Linked DNA regions of Mus musculus: all the other regions are linked to region 1. A link is a contact called in public Hi-C, Micro-C and promoter capture Hi-C data. All regions are on one chromosome and are shown on one strand. Each heading gives the region's core, a stretch centred on a gene start, on an enhancer-like site or on the middle of the called end of the contact. The rest is flanking DNA. Distances are from core to core; before and after follow the strand shown.

Evidence for each region. Promoter capture Hi-C pulls out the DNA fragments that hold promoters and counts their contacts. A called contact is a pair of places that touch in the nucleus more often than the background predicts.
Region 2: a promoter capture Hi-C map of the HPC-7 cell line shows a contact between it and region 1, with 3 times the contacts expected there. The contact joins the enhancer-like site here to the promoter of Tmsb10 in region 1. A contact is called at or near these places in 12 of 39 promoter capture datasets (the C10 cell line, the HPC-7 cell line, the SN4741 cell line and 6 more), 1 of 15 datasets of contacts at CTCF or cohesin (the NIH/3T3 cell line) and 13 of 115 datasets of contacts at active chromatin or transcription factors (VIP interneurons, bone marrow-derived macrophages, craniofacial prominence and 7 more).
Region 3: a Micro-C map of embryonic stem cells shows a contact between it and region 1, with 4 times the contacts expected there. The contact joins the promoter of Tcf7l1 here to the promoter of Tmsb10 in region 1. A contact is called at or near these places in 5 of 484 Hi-C or Micro-C datasets (embryonic fibroblasts, embryonic stem cells and uterus), 5 of 115 datasets of contacts at active chromatin or transcription factors (embryonic stem cells, memory CD8 T cells, pancreatic cancer cells and 1 more) and 1 of 9 other capture datasets (adipose tissue).
Region 4: a Hi-C map of olfactory sensory neurons shows a contact between it and region 1, with 1.5 times the contacts expected there. The contact joins the enhancer-like site here to the promoter of Tmsb10 in region 1. A contact is called at or near these places in 2 of 39 promoter capture datasets (the SN4741 cell line and cranial neural crest), 1 of 484 Hi-C or Micro-C datasets (olfactory sensory neurons) and 3 of 115 datasets of contacts at active chromatin or transcription factors (bone marrow-derived macrophages and embryonic stem cells).

Annotation. Positions count from the first base shown.
Region 1 is chr6:72,957,183-72,959,762 of GRCm38.p6, forward strand. It overlaps Tmsb10 (thymosin, beta 10), which reads right to left and starts at 1,301. Exons shown (of 3, transcript NM_025284.4): 1 at 1,155-1,301; 2 at 731-842; 3 at 165-470. The coding sequence starts at 830. The coding sequence ends at 436.
Region 2 is chr6:73,180,945-73,183,524 of GRCm38.p6, forward strand. It overlaps Dnah6 (dynein, axonemal, heavy chain 6), which reads right to left. Exons shown (of 77, transcript NM_001164669.1): 12 at 763-883. Among named protein-coding and RNA genes, the nearest start is that of Dnah6, 39 kb to the right of the region's middle. Within about 2 kb of position 1,282, at least 30 of the 459 cell types and tissues checked have an H3K27ac peak or open chromatin away from gene starts, as enhancers often do. A contact at or near this core is called in the HPC-7 cell line and bone marrow-derived macrophages, where this site is marked.
Region 3 is chr6:72,787,748-72,790,327 of GRCm38.p6, forward strand. Tcf7l1 (transcription factor 7 like 1 (T cell specific, HMG box)) reads right to left here and starts at 1,298. Exons shown (of 12, transcript NM_009332.3): 1 at 963-1,298; 2 at 815-878; 3 at 464-591. The coding sequence starts at 1,205.
Region 4 is chr6:73,089,990-73,092,569 of GRCm38.p6, forward strand. It overlaps Dnah6 (dynein, axonemal, heavy chain 6), which reads right to left. Exons shown (of 77, transcript NM_001164669.1): 47 at 2,052-2,204. Among named protein-coding and RNA genes, the nearest start is that of Gm24533, 50 kb to the right of the region's middle. Within about 2 kb of position 1,307, at least 5 of the 459 cell types and tissues checked have an H3K27ac peak or open chromatin away from gene starts, as enhancers often do. A contact at or near this core is called in olfactory sensory neurons, where this site is marked.

The DNA of each region.
Region 1 (2,580 bases), core at 51-2,550:
CTGAGAACCCAGGAAACCGCATGTCGAGAAGCACGTAAAACAAAAATAAAAACGATACATCCTCCTCACCCATTCTACCACGTCCCCTCCTCTCTCCCTGCGGCACAACTCACTCCCAGACCGCTCTGCCCACGCATACTCAACTAAAAAATTCAGACCACGCCAACCATGCCACGAGGTGTTTTTATTTTCATCAATCATACAAATAATTTTCTATAATATCCCAGGGCAAACCGGTGAAATTTGGCAGTCCGATTAGTGGAGGGGTCCCCTTCAGAGACCCGCGGGCCGGTGGCATCGGCTCGGAGTGCCCGGGTTTCACAGTGCAGCTTGTGGCTCGCGTCCATCTTGCAGGTGGCTCTTCCTCCACATCACGAGGGGGTCTTGGAGATGATGGGGCGGGGTGGGGTGGGGTGGGGAAATCTTCCTAGGCTTTTAGGAGATTTCACTCCTCTTTTCCTGTTCAATGGCTGCGAAGGGAGGGATGTGGTCATTGGAGCTACCTTACAGCCCCCCATACCCAACCCACAAACCTGGTGTGGGTGAGGCACCCACGAGGCCTGCGGACAGAGAAGGGGTTTGGAAGAGACAAAGTGCTTTGTGTGACTGGAAGGGTGGCTGTGGCCTTAGATTCGGGGTGGGAAGATAGTGGCCGGATGGGGGTGGGGGTGCCGGGCTGGCACAGCAGGGAAGGGAGGAGCGCTGGGGTGGGAACCCGGGGCACACTTACTCTCTTTGGTCGGCAGGGTGTTCTTCTCCTGCGTCTCGGTTTTCTTCAGCTTGGCCTTATCGAAGCTGGCGATTTCCCCCATGTCCGGCTTGTCTGCCATTTTCTTACAACTCTGATGGGCGAAACAAGGTGATAATGGGTGGCCAGGGGCTTGGGGGTGACCAGCGCGTCCTGGATCCCGCGCCTTCCGCGAACGCCTCTCAACGTGGCATTCCCAGTCCTGGGCGTTCCCGCAGCCCGGAGGCCGAGGATCCTAGACTCGTCCACCACACCCTCCCTCCGAAGCCCCAGGGCGTGGCCTGCTAGCCCCAGAAGATTCCAAACCGCCGGGTCGCCTGTTGCAACCGAAGGGGAACGCGCCCGCCAGCCATAAACTGGCCCGACCCCACCCAGGGTAGGCCCCAAGGCCGGCGCTGTGCCTTACCGTGGATTCTCCTTCCGAGCTCGCGCTCCAGGTGCTCCCACTCTCGTTGCTGCAGCAAGAGACAAAAGAGCGGCGCCCGCCCCTCGTCTTATATACACCGCGCCCCGCCCCGCCTCTCGCCCGCCGCAACGAGGGCGTGGCCAGCCCGCGCGGAGGGCGTGGCCAGCGCGCGCGGGGGCTGGGGGGCGCTCAGCATCTCCAGGCTGCCTGGGGCTCCGCCCTTCTCGGCCCGCGTTCCTAACCCGTTGCGATCCCGCGTGGAGGGTGGCAGGCACCAGCTCCCGGTGGTCTCTTTTCTTGATATATCTCCTTTTCCTAGTACCCAGGAGCCTGCTGCTCACCCCGCGGGAAGGGCGTGGGGGGGGGGGCAGCGGGGAAGGACTTGGGGTTTTGTTGAATGTATGTGTGGTGTAGGGTTGTGGGTGTGCGGGCGAGCACGCGCGCTCTGCTGCAGCCCTGCTCGCGGGAGACACCCCACCCGCGTCGCCTCAAGTCTCTTGCGTTTGCTCTCCAGAGTCTCCTTCTTTCTATTTTCTTGTGGTTGGTGCTTCTTAAAACAAGCTGTTTTCAGGCATTGTCTAAGGGCGGAGGTGGGAGCTAGGACTCCCGGGAGGGCTCCGCTGTTCCTTTTCTCAGTGGCCTTTTAGAAACACTGTACTGGAGGGTGCGGTTTTTCTCCTTCAGTTAACCTTCAATGTGGTTTTTAGAAGGAAAAAGAGGGGAAAAAGCTCCTGTGCCTGCAAACCTTGCTTTTTCTTGTTAACCCATTCCAGGAGTGGGATACTGCACTCCTGAAAAAGTTACCTCTTCAGCTCCTACAACCCCCATGGACAGTGAGTTCTATTATATCACCCAGGGCTGAAACGCCATCCATCCCCACTCCCATCCCTTTTCCTGTGTTGAATATAGAGCATATTCTACTGATAGAAGAAAAAGAGGAGAAACATTTCCTGAACGGCAAACTTCATGGTTCAGATAGACAGACAAAGAGCAAAATATCTTTGCTTGAAGTAATAACAGTTTAGTGGGGGTGGGGGTTGTAGAGAGTTGTCTCATCCACGTGGGGCTCACCCACACGGTGGCTTACAAGCATCTGTAGCTCTAGTTTTAGGAGACTTGGCATCCTCTTCTGGCCTGCTTGGGCACCAGGTATGAGTTTGGTGTGCATAAAACACTCATGCACATAAAATAAAAATAAATCTTTTAAAGAAAGTTGTTTCTTATGTAACACAATCCTGTGATTTCTGTACTAGTCTCCTTTTTAAAAAATTATTTTCTTTAGAAAGGGCGTCACCTGTTTATGTAGCCATATGTTTATGGATCTCAGTATGTAGATCAGCCTGGATTTGAACTCATAGAGATTGGCCTGTTTCTTGAATGTTAGGCCTAAAAGCCTGTGTTATCATGCCTGGCTTTGTGCTTTTTA
Region 2 (2,580 bases), core at 32-2,531, 220 kb after region 1:
TGTTCTTTCATAAGATCACAATTGAATCATAAAAGAAGAAAGCCATAGGCTGCCAGTATACCTCAGAGCATACATCAGGCCCTTCATTTAACCCCTGTGAGTTAGATGATATAAATTATTAAGCTGGTTATTTGGAATAGATCTACTTTGTGTTCAAAAACCATATTTTATAAAAATAAAAATTGGATTTTTTTTCCTGAAAATAAAACGCCATAAAATCAGTCCATAAGGTTAAAAGGTCACTCGCTTGCATCATGCTCTGGAAAAGACATCCTGTGAAACACGTCCAACTCCTGTCACACCCAAGAATAAGGATTCCAATGGAATGGTTTGTCCCCGGGCCTGAATTCAACACTAAGAATTGTTGATCATCCTCACCAGGTCTCAGGGTGGTATAGGAAGAAAATTGTATCTTGAATTTCTGAGACAGAGGGCTTCTGTAAGCCTTGCCTGGCAGGAATGGTAGAATCCCACCTCCTTTTCAACTCTTCACAAGGCACACAGGTCTTACAGCAACCTCGACAGATGGGCCACGCGTGACTGAGGAACCACCCCGCACTTTACCAGATACAGGGATGCGGGCGCAGAGGAAAGAAAATGAGGGATTCCATGGGAAATACCAGATGTGCATAAAGTCCTGCCTTTGCCTGGTCAAACGTTTCAGGTCAACACTCGGTGTCACTGAACACCACCAAACAGAAACCCAGAAGACGACAGGTCTTGTTATCTCGGTCAAATGTGCTTTAGCGAGGGCAGACTCACCAGGCTCCTCCTGCTTCAGGGCTTCTAGATCCAGACTCTCGTTTTCCTTGAAGAATAACTGAAACTTTTCAAATGTCGCTGCGTACAAGCGTGCAGAGTCGAACGCTGCGTGAATTGTTTCCTAAGTGGTGACAGATGAACAAGACTGATTTTTTCCCCTAATATTTCTAGTTACGTGTGTGTGTGTGTGTGTGTGTGTGTGTGTGTGTGTGGTGTGTGTGTGTGTGTGTGTGTGTGAGAGTACGGGCACATGAGTGCAGGTGCCCATGCCCATGGTGGACAGAGGTGTCTGATCCCCCAGAGCAGGACTTCGAAATGTGAGCTGCCTGGTGTGTGTGCTAGAAATGAAGCTTGCACCCTCTGAAGGATCAGTGTGTGTGGTTAACGTCGGAGCCATCTTTCTAACTCTCAAGGGAATTTTTCCTAAGTAGAACACACACACACACACACACACACACACACAGAGCACATCACACCACACCACACCACACCACACAGCACGCATATGTAGATCTCAGTTCTCTATTTTTCTACCAGCCAATAAAAACCATGAGTTCATGACTCTAATCTCAATGCAAAACCATTCAGTTCAGAAAGTGGTCTTTCTTTCCCCACTTGTTAATTCTTTGAAGATATATAATCTCTTCATTCCTGTGCTGGTTAGGGTTGTGTGTTTGTTTTGTTTTGTTGTCACTTTGCTATGAGCTAGAGTGATCTTGGAAGAGGGAACCTTAACTGAGGAATTTCCCTCATTAGATAGTCTGTATGCAAGTCTATAGGGCATTTTCTTGATTAATGATTGGTGTGGGAGGGCCCAGCCCTGTGGGGACAGAGCCATCCCTGGTTTGTTTAACAAAGCATTCGGAGCAAGCCCTGAGGAGTGAGCTAGAAAGCAGCCTTCTTCACTGTCCCTATGTTAGTTCCTGCCTCTTCCTGACCTAACTTAACTCACTGACTGACCACAACTCAGCTGTAAGCTGAAGTAACCCTTTCCTCCCCAGGTTGCTTTTCGTCTCGGTATTTCATTACAGCAATAGCAATCTAACTAGTACAACTGCCCACAATATGGTTTTACTTATTTGTTCAACTGTGGAACACACAGAAAGTGGTCTGGGATTGCAGATACACTGATTCCACGGACAAAAGCAAGCTTAGAAGTTAGCATAAGGTTATGTGGCCAAAGTCCTAACTACTATGTTCAAGTTTATGTGGGGCCCTGAGTTTCAAACCTTTCATTAATAATGATGATGAGGAGGGTGATGGTAGTGGTGGTGATGATAAACTTGCTTTCATCCTCATCTTCCCATTCTTCAGTGTAGTTATGTTGCTCAACTAACTTGGATTTATTTGGTTTTGTTTGTACTTTATTCCCCCTCCACTCTTGTTTAGAACTATATTAAACCTACACTCAGAAGGGTTACTCTCCTTATTGTTTGCACTGCACACCCCCCACTCTGACCCTTCCTGAATCATTTCCACACTCTCCAATGCAGAGCTGTTTTCCTTGGCTTCTGGTTTACGGGCCTCTCTGCCCTGCCCCCTTTTCTGACGCAAAAAGGACAGATGACAGAAAACTGTCTCTTGGCTTGCTCACTTCACAGTGAGTCTTGGATGTCACTCCATACAGTTAACCCCTGTCTTCCTGCCCGGGGATGGGTATTTTGATAGTTTCTGATGTTTCCGCAATCAGAAGCAAGATGCTAAGAGTAGCCTCATGTGTATGTTCTTTTCTATCTCTGACCCTGTGTTTTCAGGTGTGTCTAGAGGTGGCATTGTTAAACCAAAAAGCAAATGCACGTTTAGTTATTTTCCCTCATA
Region 3 (2,580 bases), core at 48-2,547, 170 kb before region 1:
TTGTACAGCTCACAGCAGCCCAGGGAACCCGCAGGTCAGAGGACATCTCAAGTCAGGATCCTCCAGGCCCTTGCCCAACTTTCTCCCTTGCCAAGGGGAAAGCTGACCAATCTCCGGGAAGGAAAGCGAGACACCCCCCCCCCAAACACACACCCCCCACCTCCAAAGGCAGGCACAAATCCAAGTTTTCCTTTGGTAGGAGCAAGGAATTTGGGAGGCTGGGAGGTCCCACCAGGCCGCAATCTCCCAAAGGCGAGAAGTTAAAAGAACTTTACTTTCATCCCGTTACTGGCCAAAAGCAGTCTCATACTAGGCCGCCACAGGGGAGTTTGACTCTGCAAACAAGTTCGGCCCAGGATCAGCTCAGGCAGGAGGCCCCATCCCCCACACCACGGAAAGCCCAGGGGCGCATCCCGCCGGGCCCGACGCCCACCGGTCCCGGCACGGCCGGACTGACACTTACGGTGCGCGCTCCACCAGGAGACAGGGGTCCGTTGGAGAGGTACGGGCTGCTCAGGTCTGGAATCATCAGGAAGGGGTACCCAGGATACGCAGGTCCCTTAAAAAAAGCGCCATCCTGGGGCCTTCTCACTGCGGACAAAACCAAAGTGGAGTGAGGTCAGGGGTCCCCCAGACAGAGTAGCTATCTGGAGCTCGGGGCGGGAATCTGGAACCCGAGCACCCCTCGAGTGAGCCCCAGAGTGGCTGCTGCAGCGATGGGAGGAGAGCAGGGGTTCCGCCACCCGGACCGTGGAGACCCGTACGGCCAATCGCTGATGGCTGGAGAGTGGAGACTGACGGAGAAGGCACTTACCTTCGGCGAAATAGTCGCGCGGCTTCTGGAAAGCGTCCCGGGCGGGCTGCGGGCGCCTCTCCGCCTGTGGAGGAGACACAAAGGCGAGGGCGGGTGAGCGGGAGCGGGACCCGGGTCCCCCAGAGGCTGACCCTAGGAATCCCTTTACCTCGGAGTCCGAGCTACTGCTCTGATTCTCCGATTCGTTGACCAGGGACGACTTGACCTCATCCAGATCCCTCTGCGCCGAAGCGCTGTCGCTGCTCGGCTCTTGCTCTTCGCCCCCCTCGTCCTGGAAGGGGATCAGCTCGTCGTTCGCTCCGAGGTCGTCCCCTCCACTGGTTGCCCCGGCTCCGGAGCCACCGCCTCCCCCGCCGGCGCCGCCACCGCGGCCACCACCGAGCTGGGGCATGGTGGGGCCACGGGCCGGGGCCGCTGCGCTCGGAGCCCCGCGCCCTGCCTGGCCCGGCCCGGCGCCCCTCCCTCCCTCTCGCTGGCCCGGCTCCGATCGTTTGGCCGCTGCGGCGACAAAGTTTTGACAGGGCGTGGCTCTGTGGGAAGCGGGCCCAGCACCGCCCAGCCGGGGCAAGAGACACTCGGCTCCGAATCGTCCCGCAGCACGGAACCTAGGACTCCCAACTAGCCGCCGCCACCGCCGCTGCCTTCTCGGCCCGGGCGTCCCAGCGCCTGGCCCGCCGGGGAGGGGCGATGGGGAAGGAGGGAGGGACCGCCCGGCGGGGCAGGGGGGCCGGAGGGAGGAGCCCCGGCTGCAAGCTGACACCCGCGCCTCTCGGAACCAGGCGAACTGCAGCGCGCGCACGCACACTCGTATTCACACTCGCGTCCTGCTCGCTTGCACCTTCCGGGGCCTACAACTACCCTCCTCGTGCGACCACCCTACCCCTCGAACTTATCCAGATCCCCTCCAGTGAACTCCATGGCTACCCTGGGAAGTCCTTTCTCGCACCCTCCCTCTAAGAGTCTGGCCCGCACTCCTTCACATCCCCTAACTTTCTTTGCAAACAAGCCCCAGAACTCCGCGCGGGTTCCCACTCCGCTCCCACCGCACTGGCAGGCAGCACTGCCCCCTGCGGGACAGCCGAGGACTCGCAGATCCGCCGAGCACAACCACTCAGCCTGCCGAGTACAGGATCCCATCAGCCCTTCTACTCAGCCAGATTTTGTGACACTTTGAAACAAGTTGAGCGGTCTTACATTCCCTTTCCTATGGTATTCCAACGCATTCCTGTCCCCAAACTGTGTTTTTGATCACTTCCTCTTAGTAAGGAACTACTGCAACCTTGAAGATCACGCTTTCTCTCTAAAGCTGGAGAAGAGGTGTGAAATTCAATACTCACTGTCTTGGATTCAGACGGGATTTTAACTGTATTGATTTTAAGAAGAAATTATCACCCAGAACTCCCAAAGCTGATTAGGAAGCTGCCGTGATAGCCCACAAGCACCATAAGCAAATTACCTAACTAGCTTCATAGGTAAAAAACAGACTTGAGAGAGTATCTGGGCGCTAACAAGATGGCTCAGCAGGTACTTACCGTCAAGCCCCATGTCTTCAGTTCCCTGTCCGGTACCCACATGGTGGAAGTAGAGAACAGACACTCGTCCTCTAGCTTCTACGTGTGGACCATGCCATGTGCACTCATTCCCTCACAAGTTAGGTATCATTTAAAAGATGGAGATGGTAGAGCGTGTATTTAGCATTCATGAGGTCCTGTGTTCAATCCTCGGGACTAGATAGACTCATATATCCTCAGTCAGCTGGGGATGGG
Region 4 (2,580 bases), core at 57-2,556, 130 kb after region 1:
ACAATCATTTCCCTGCTTTCCAACTGTGGATGCTTTGTGTGCAATTGCTTCAAGCTCTTGGTACTATGGCTACCCTGCCATGATGGGTTGTACCCTTAATGGGCAGTACCCCGAACTAGGATCTGGAGTAAACTCTTTCATCTTTAAGTTACTTGTGTTAGGTAATTTTTATTAGAGCAACAAGAAAGTAATGAAGACACTCATGCAATCTGAAAGTACTATAAAGGACAGCTAGAGGCAGACCTGATGGTGGTACGGTTCTGTAATTCCAGTTACCTAGGAGGCAGAGGCAGGAGGATGAAGGTTTAGGGCTACCCTGAACTACAGAGTAAGTTCAAGGCTACACTGGGAGATTTACTGAAATCTTGTCTCAAACAATAAAAGTGGAGTGCTGGAGATAAGTGATGGATGGCTTATCTACCATGTGTGAGACCCTGCAGTCAGTCTCGAAGAAAGGAAAAGACATTTTGCAGTTTTCGCTGCAATCTGAGCACTGTATATGACTTTGAGGAGACCTCTTAAGTGGAGAGAGAGAGAGACCTTCATTGGTTTTGTTTTAGGATAGAGAGCAGTCAGGAGTAAGGGGCAGGCCCTTGGCATTTATCTTTGTAGCTGAGAAGCCTGAAAGAATGGTGGCTCTGGAGAGTTAAGTTTTGGATATTACACCTTACTTCCGACATTCCTGCCAAGGAGGAGGATACATTGCTTTGTGGCTGGTGGCTGTTATCAGGGGCACAGTGGTTGGCCACCGGCTGGCTCACTGGTATAACAGGAATGGCACAGTAAAGGCTTGGGCTCCCTTGCCTTTTAATTCCCACAATGTATGTGATGGTTGCTTTTAGTAATCAACTTGACATAACCTGGAATAACCTGGAAAAGAGCCTCAGCGAAGGATTATCCACATCAGGTGTGGCTGTCCGTGGGCGTGGCTGTCTGTGGGCGTGGCTGTCTGTGGGCGTGGCTGTCTGTGGGCGTGGCTGTCTGTGGGCGTGGCTGTGGGGGATTGTCTTGATTGTTCTTTGATGTAGGAAGACCCAGCCCATGGTGGGAGGCACCATTCCATGGACTGGACACTAAACTGTCTGTGAGAGAAGAGCAGATATATGCAGGCAGCCGGGTTGTTTTTGTTTTCTGTCTGCTCTTGACTGTGAAGTGAGATGGCCTGCTTCAGTTCCTGCCCTGACTGCCCTGCTATCAGGGACTGTAATCAGGAATTGTCAGCCAAATAAATCCTTTCCTTTCTAAAATTACTTCTGGTCAGATTATTTCCACGGAACAGGAATGGAATGGATTATTGCACTGAACAGTGTGCATTGCACATTCGTTCCGAGGAGTCGGGCTGCTTCTCGTTCTTTGGCCTCCTGAGGTTTTGCACCTCTCTAATGAGGGCCCCTCTGGCATAAGGTAGTTGCTGCAGTAGACTTGCTGACTGTACTCATTATCATCTCTGGCCCAGGACAGTTCTCACAGGGGACACATTAACTATCCCATAATAATAGCCTTGAAAGTGGAAGGAGGTGCAGAGGGAAGGAAAGCTGGAGAAATGAAGGCGGATATCAGCTATAGTGTGTGTGTGTGTGTGTGTGTGTGTGTGTGTGTGTGTGTGTATGTGAGAGAGAGAGAGAGAGAGAGAGAGAGAGAGAGAGAGAGAGAGGGAGGGAGAGAGAGAGAGAGAGAGAATAGAGCATATTTCTGTTTTCATCGTGTAGGACCTTGCTGCTAATCGAGAGTATAAAAAGCATTGGGCTTGCACCTGTAGCCTTTCTCAGGTGAGAGACTGTAGATGTATCTAACAAGTACAGGCTCAAAGAAGGGGATCTGGCTATGACTGTAATCTCTGCGTAGGCAATGGGATTTCTGATTTCTGTATCCATGGGTATTTCTGAAAGTATAGTGAACAAACACTTTAAACACAGAAAATAAAATAAATAGAATTAAAATAAACAAAAAAAAAAAAAACCCAAACATGTAAAAAAATCTACCCTAACTGAACAAAAGGGCTAAGGCCATCTTTGCTTAGAAAGTTGTATAATAATTCTGGGATGTGCTACCTCATCTCTGTTCCCCTCAGAGATTCCAACTTCCTTTGCTTTTGGTCGGGTGGCTGCTAAAACGTGCTCCAACTCGTCCTTCTCAAATAAATTAGGCACTTCACCAGAATTCAGAATGTTGTTTATGTCTTCAAGGAACTCTTCGACGACGATCTATTGGAAAAGCAAAGTGGCCATCATAAATCTACCATGCTATAGTCATTATATGAAGTTATCGAGTATTCATTCCAAAACTTACAGGTACCGGTTCTACCTTTAAAAGATACTTAAATAGTAAACAGCATCCTAAGTCCTAACACAGGGACTTTATTGAGTTTCCATCTTCTTTTGTTTCTTCCCCTTCACTGCTCATGCTGTGATAAAACACCCTGAACCAAAGTGACATTGGGGAAAAAAAGGGCTTATTTGAAGTACAATTCCAGGTTGCAGTCAAGGCAGGAACTCAAAGCAGCTAGTTACATAACGTCTGCAGTCAAAAGCAGAGAGAAATAACCTTATCTTTGCTGCTTGTTTGCTCATGCTCAGATGG